2 separate regions of the Mus musculus genome follow, and region 1 is linked to region 2. A link is a contact called in public promoter capture Hi-C data. All regions are on one chromosome and are shown on one strand. Each heading gives the region's core, a stretch centred on a gene start, on an enhancer-like site or on the middle of the called end of the contact. The rest is flanking DNA. Distances are from core to core; before and after follow the strand shown.

Region 1 (3,148 bases), core at 318-2,817, 7.7 Mb before region 2:
CTGCCCCAGCGGCTGTCTCCACCTCGTCGTCTTCGTAGTCCAAGAGCTCATTGTCCACATCGTTCTCTGCCATAATTGGGCCGGCAGGGGGAGAAGGGAGGTCTCTTGAGTTAGGTGTCCCAGAGCAGGTGAGGAAGCAAGGGCCAAAGAGAGGGGTTGAAGAACAGCAAGGGGAAAGACACCAGTTTCCGACAGAAGAGCTGGGAGAGGGGACAACAAAAAAACCGGAAAAACTCATCAGTCACGAATGGACTCGTCACTTCTCGTCGATCCCTACACCCGTCCTATTCTTCCCTAAACTGTGAAACCTTTGTCCCGAAAGAAGAGTTAACAAAGAGACTCATGACATAAGAAACGGGAACACCAGACGGGAGAGACAGAGTGGGCTCCACCGCTAACCAGACTTTGTAACACACACTTCGACAGGCAGGAGCCAACTGGGAGACCGCAGTAAAATGAGCGTGACTAACGACTCACACGAGGGTTGAGACACAAAGGACAAGGGAAGACAGAGACTGCGCTTTCTCCTGCCACCTCACGGTGGTGATCCCCAACGTCAGCCATCAGTCAAGGGTGATAGATAAGGGTCAGCACTGCGCAGAGCGCTCACTTCCCAAATGCAAACATCATGTGGCTGCCGCTATTCTCTTGCTCAGAAACCCCCGAGTGGCCGTCCCAGCGGCGCACACCTGGACCGGGGAACAGAAGCAGGAAGGAGGGTGGTGCGGGGCGGAGGGTGGGAAGTGTATGAATGGCTCCATTTCAAGAAAAAAAAAATTTTTTTGTTTTGAAAAAGATGGGTGTGTGCAGTTCAATGGCAGTGCTTGCTTAGTAACGCGAGAGGCCGCAAGGTTCGGCTCAGCGCTGCCAAAGTTAATTTTAAAAGTCGCACTAAGGAATTAAGGTCACAGCTGAGAACGATGCAGGATTAAGAGTGTGAGCCGGGTGGCCTTAGAAAGGAACGCCTTGCAGTGCTCTCGGAAAAGCTTCCCCAGAAGTGCGCGACACCATCGGCCACGCACAGAGGCAGCCATTCACAGAGAGCTCCAAATAAGGCAGCGAAAGCGGGGTCAAAGGGCTGGACGGGCCCCGGAGCGAGATCTTCCCATCCCTGGGCGAGCAAGAAAAGGCCCGGAGGGGAGATGCGAGGGGCCCCGCCCTCCTCCTGGCGCCGCCTCCGGCCGCCGCGGCCCCGGGTGGGCAGAGGACCCACTGGAACACCCAGGAAGCGCGGAGACACAATGGCGGCCGAGGCCACCATTTTGGATCGTTCCCCCCTTGTCTCCCAGCTCCCCGCCAAGATCTGCTCTCAGAAAGGGGTGAAGACAACAGAACTGGACGCCCGCCTGCGCGCCGGCGGCCACGGCGCCGGCCCGGCACCGGGTATCAGGGACCCGCGCGGCGGGGCGAGCCGCGGGAGAAGCAGATGGCGGTGGATGGTGCACAGGGCCAAAGCTTACCTAAGCACTGCGAGCGTGTATGGCGGCAGCAACGGGGACGGAGGCGGGAAGCTGCCTTCACTTCCGGTTCCAGGCTCGCCCCGGCCTCCCGCCTTCCCGGCCGCCAGGGCGCACGCGCAAGGAGCCGGAAGCAGGCTTTCGCCGCGCGCGCTCCGCGGCTGGCTTTGCAGAACGCCCACTTGAAATGAAGCTTCAGACGACGCCTCCTCCGGTCGCCAGTAGCAAGAGCGCGACAGGAAACTCACGTCTTCCCCCGCAGAGCTCTCCATTTTGTTCTTCTACGCTTATGCAACACCCTCCGACGGTCGGCTCTACTTTAGTTTTGTTTGCCACGCCAGGCTTCTCCCTGGGCACCTCTCTGTGGGCATGGAGGACTCCGCGATCGAATGAGAAGCGTTTCTCACGGGGTCCTTAGCCTCGTAGTCAAGGTGACCCGAGAGCGGCTAACTCGGGCCTCTGCTGGAGGGGAGGGGGACACGTGACCACGCCCATTACAGTCGTGCAGAGAATAGGCAGGATTTACCCAAAATTATATCGAAAGATGGAGGCTTACATTCTGTCTAGGTGCTAAATAAATGGTGGGGTTTGAGGTTATGCACCTTTCCATAATTCTTGCTAACTAGAGCAGCAGAATAATCTCAGTTCCATTATTCAGCCTGGACATCCCCCTCCCCCCATGTGGTATTCCCTTTGAGATGTTACATATAGCAGAAGTGTTGTCCTGTTGCCTTGCTACATAAACACAAGCTCGGGCTTTCCCTATTAAGGACACTTAATATTAATACAAAGTAACACTAAGTATCAGTGTTGCCAACCAGCTGGCTGTGTCCTGCTCAACGCATAAGCTCTCTGGGCTGGGGCTTGGTAGCTTTTGATCCCTCCGCATTTGGCAGCCCTAAGCAGCAGGCCGGCGGGTTTTGTATAAATCAGAGAGGAGTGGGAATTCCTCGGCCCTGGTAACTTATTACGAACTGTAGCTCCAGAAAGTGCGGTACCTGGGCCTTTAGCTTTGAAGCGTTTCCAGGAACTCTCCTAGTGACCTAGTTGGCGGGCTCTTAGCCACTGTCTTCCTGTTACTGGACCTAATGTGACATTGTGGAGGGTAGCATAGTAAGGTTTGTCCCAGCTGACCCAAGTGAGCCAAACTTTCTGCTTTACAGCCAGCAAAGGGTGTTTGCACCAAACACAGCAAACAGCAAACTCGTGCAAATGAAGACTTGTGTTTGCACCAATCATAATATTGTCCCTTTGGCATCAGTGATAACACATCTTCCTGCTACTGGACTATGGGAAGTTCCACCCTCCACTGGGGGAGGAGAGAGAGGACAGAAACAATCCTGGCTGAGCCATTAGCTGTGTGGTTTCCTCAAAGACTTTATAGAAGATTCAAAATGGCCATGCTGACAGTCCTCGTTAAGGTAGCCAGGGCAGGAAGGGATTGTCTTAACAGCTGGCTGTGATTTTAACAATGCTTAAAACCTGGGCCACTGGGGCCACAGCAAGGTGAGTGCCCCTCATCTGTCTTGCCATTTTTTTCTTCCTTTCTCTGTTACTGAGTTTGAGCAGTTATATAGACTGGCCTCAAGCTCTCAATTCTCCTGCTGGAGGATTTGAATGCAGACCCATGCCCCGCTCCACTCTTCCTGTAAACATATGAAAATAGAGAAATAAAACAAGGTGGCCAAGGC
Region 2 (3,587 bases), core at 290-2,789:
GGGTCCCCCTTTAAATATAGAGAGAAGACCCCTCAATAGCCCAAGGTCACACAGCAACTTGGTAAAATGGAGGTTCTTGCGGAATGCTTACAGACCGCCACTTTGTTTACTGAGAAGCAGGTTAAGACCCAGGCGCCCTCTACTCCAGAATGAGGATGCCTTCGCTGGCGTCCCAGCCTGGTGGTTGTAGGCCGGCGCTTCTAGGAGCTAGGACGAGGGGGAGGGGCGCAGAGCCCTTTAGGCGCGGGAAACGGCGCACCCCGACCACATGCACCGCCACGCGGGTGCGCCCGGCCCCACTTCCTGCCAGAGGGGGCACCCAAGCCCGCCTTGGGGGCAGGAAACCTGGTGCGAGTCGCAGGAAGAAAAAAACCCCTTCCTCTCTCCATGAAAACCAAAGCGGGGGGGGGGGCAGAAACGGGGAGTCGAAGGGACTAGTTCTAACAGAACCCAGCAAAGCAGAGGAACCAGTTTGTGGGGGCGGAGGGCAGGCCTGGCCCTGGAGGTTGAAGAGGCGCGGGGCAGGGCCAAAGGTGTGTGTGGGGGTGGGGGGTGAAACCCCGAAACCCAGGCCCTCGCGATCCGGCCTCGTCCACGCACAGTACTACTCTGGGAAAGGCGGAGGAGAGGCCAGAGAGGAATCTCGGGTCGCCGGGCCCCTCCCCCGCACTTCTAGAACTTCCCTGGCTGAGGGGGGCGCGCGCCCACCTCCCGCCGCTGCGCAGCGCGCGCCCCTCCCTGAGGCCGGGCTCGCCGAGCGCGAGGTGCACGGGCGCCGCTGGGTGCACAAGCGGCGCTCGTCGCAGTCGCGCGCCCCCTCCCCCTCCGCGCGCCGTTCCCCGGGGTCTCCGCACCCCACGGTCGCAACCCGGGCACCCTCAACCTGGGGACCGGAGGACGCGGCGCCCCGCGGACACCCACCCCGGCCCCGCCGCCTGCGAGCACAGTGCGGCCTCCCCTTTCCCGCGGCCCGCGCAAGCCCGGGGCCTGGGAATAAAGCGGGCAGCGCGCGCCGCAGGCCCCCCGGGCGCGCCGCGGACACTCACCGCGAGCTCCGCAGGCCGCCGGCGGGGCGCGCTCGGGGCTGCCGGGTGCGGCGTGGCTGGGCTCAGGGCACCGGCCTGGGCTCTGCCGCCACCGCCGCCGGTCGCAAATGCGGATCTGAAACCGGGAGAGGGCAGAGGCGCTGAGACCGCTGCGTGCGCGCCGCCCGGGCCCCCGCCGGGGATGTGTGTCACATCCGAGCTGGGGCGAGGGAACACTGACGGATCCCGCTCCCCTGGAGGATGGCGAGGGGCAGGAAGCTGGGCACGGCCCGTGCGCGGCCTCAATAAATAATAATGTGATTAGATTCTAGACCTACAGGAAAAAAAGAAGCCACCCGAGCGGCGGCGAACTCACGCCTTCTTGGAGCCGCGCCAACACCAGAAATAGCCCCGACTCGGAGTCCCAATTAGAGGAGCGCAGCCCCGGCTCAGGGGAGCTTAAAAAGAGCGACCCAGGGGCAGGGGGGACGGGCCCGCCCGCGCCAGCCGTGTCACCGGGGGGCGGGGCCATGCAAATGAGCCCGGGGATTTAAAAGGGCGGCCGCCCGCCAGCTGCCGCCGCCGCGCGCGGGTAGCTCGCCACTGTGCGCGCGGTTTCCGCGGGCACGCGCGCCGACGGCCCTCGTTTCTCACAGTTCCCGAGCAGCCTGGCGTTGGAGGAACCGGTGACGGCGGCCCTGCTGTTTAAGTGGGGACCCGGGGACACACCTACAGGAGCCCCCCCGTGGACTCCGGCCTCGCGGGGAGGCGCGCGCTGACGCCTGTGCCCTCGGACGTCCACGCGTACCCTAAGGAGCTTCTCGCGGCCCGGACGCCGCCCCCCCCCCCCAGCCCATGTCGAGGGCCTCTCCTTAATTCCCCTCTGCCACCAAGCAGGTGACGGCGTGTGCGTCTCCGGAGGCCTCCAGGCGCGTAAAAAACAAAGTCTTGTGAAACCCAAACGTGAAACTTGGCCAACGCCAACGGTTTAAATCTAGTAACGGCCGCCACCCAGGTGCAGGCTTCAAAGGAGCCGAGCGATTGGCCGCCTCGCCGGGACATCGCGGGGAGGAGCCACGGGTGGCCAGCTGCTTGGTGTTGAGGAAGCACGAGGTCCCTCTGGTGTGATTCCCCGCCCCCGTGACTTACGACTTAAGACAAGGGGCGCCTGGAAGCCCCTTGAGGGCAGGGGTTCGAGTTTCCCGCCTCTGGGCGCCTGGGTCAACAAAAGACTTGTTGCTGGGCCGGAGGAAGCCTAAGTGGGAAGATGGCGGGCGGTGGGGCGCGCCCTGCAGGCCGGGCGCGGGCCCTTGGACGCACCTCCCCACCTCGGTTCCCCGAGTCGGCCTTTCCACACCTCTCGTGATGCAGGGAATCGTAATTCGGGCCCAGTGACACACGACTGTGACTCATAACTCTGTTCCCCTTCCTCCGCGGTCAGCCCTCTCCTCGGGGGGCGCGCGGGCGGTGGAAGGGTACGCGGGGGCCCAGCGTGCGCCCGGCTGGAGGCGGGGTGGGAGCCTTGGGGAGGCGGGCCTCCCAGTTTCAGGAATGCCTCAGGAATGTTTCCGGTGGGGGGTGGGGAGCGCGGCGGGCCCGGCTACCCCCCACCCCCCACCCCCGGGCCGTAGGATGGCGCCCTGGGCGCAGGGCAGCACGTGCTCGGTGGGGGTGGGGCGCAGCGGTCAGGCGCGGGAGGCCACGGCAGGCCGCGGGTCCCGGACCAAGGTCCAGGTGACCCTCAGTTCCAGGGGTGCCCCTGGAGAAGGAGGAAGTCATGGAGGGGCGTTCCCAACGGGTGGAGGGGAGCCTAGGGCGCCGGGGCAGTCTGGGGGAGGAGCGGCTGCCCCTTTGTGTGCAACCGCCGTGGGGGCGGGGCGGGGTGGAAGCGCGCCGCGCCCTCCATCTTTGTGCCCCGCGAGCCGAGTTGGCTGGAGGGGCTCGAAGTTGCTGCGAGCTCTGGGGACCTTCGTAGCGAGGTGTGGCTGAGCAAGCTGCCAACTCCCACCAACGCCAGCCCACATCCTCCCATGGTACAGGTCATTGCCAGCAGCCTAGGCCACTAGGCCCTTGCTGTGGTGTTGAAGGGGGAGAGTTTGGGAATGGCCCCGCGGGCCCTTTTCCTCCGACGTAGTAGTGGCCCCTGGGCGGACACTGCCTCTGACCTGTGTGTACCAGAAAAGGATACCCTTCCTTCCTGGATGGGCTTTCGGAAAGCTTCGCCAATTGCTTGGCCCACTTCTAGTAAACTGGCTTGATCGTATTTTTCTGCTTCTTTTCATCCTGATATGCTCACCGGCCGGTTTTGTGTCTTGTGTTTTTGTAATCGACCCAAGACCCTCTCTAGAAGTAGGCAAACACAATAGTTTGTCTCCCTCCTGCCTTGCCCACTCCAGAAACAAACAGTTCCGCCCACTGACCCCCATGCAGATACCTCCGTGCTCTTCGGCTTGCGCACCCTGTATCCCATTCCTCTCCTTCTGCAATGATATTTAAGCTTAAGAGTGATGGGGGGTGGGGGGACGGTAAGGAGTTCTATCGAACCTCCTGACTGTAATGAAA

Evidence for each region. Promoter capture Hi-C pulls out the DNA fragments that hold promoters and counts their contacts.
Region 1: a promoter capture Hi-C map of pre-B cells shows a contact between it and region 2, with 3 times the contacts expected there. The contact joins the promoter of Ddx39b here to the promoter of Hmga1 in region 2. A contact is called at or near these places in 2 of 39 promoter capture datasets (cranial neural crest and pre-B cells).

The regions. Positions count from the first base shown.
Region 1 is chr17:35,240,165-35,243,312 of GRCm38.p6, reverse strand. Ddx39b (DEAD box helicase 39b) reads right to left here and starts at 1,567. Exons shown (of 11, transcript NM_019693.3): 1 at 1,461-1,567; 2 at 1-200. The coding sequence starts at 73. It overlaps LOC115488830 (a small nucleolar RNA gene), which reads right to left and starts at 635; the gene lies at 559-635.
Region 2 is chr17:27,554,526-27,558,112 of GRCm38.p6, reverse strand. Hmga1 (high mobility group AT-hook 1) reads right to left here and starts at 1,539. Exons shown (of 5, transcript NM_001025427.3): 1 at 1,402-1,539.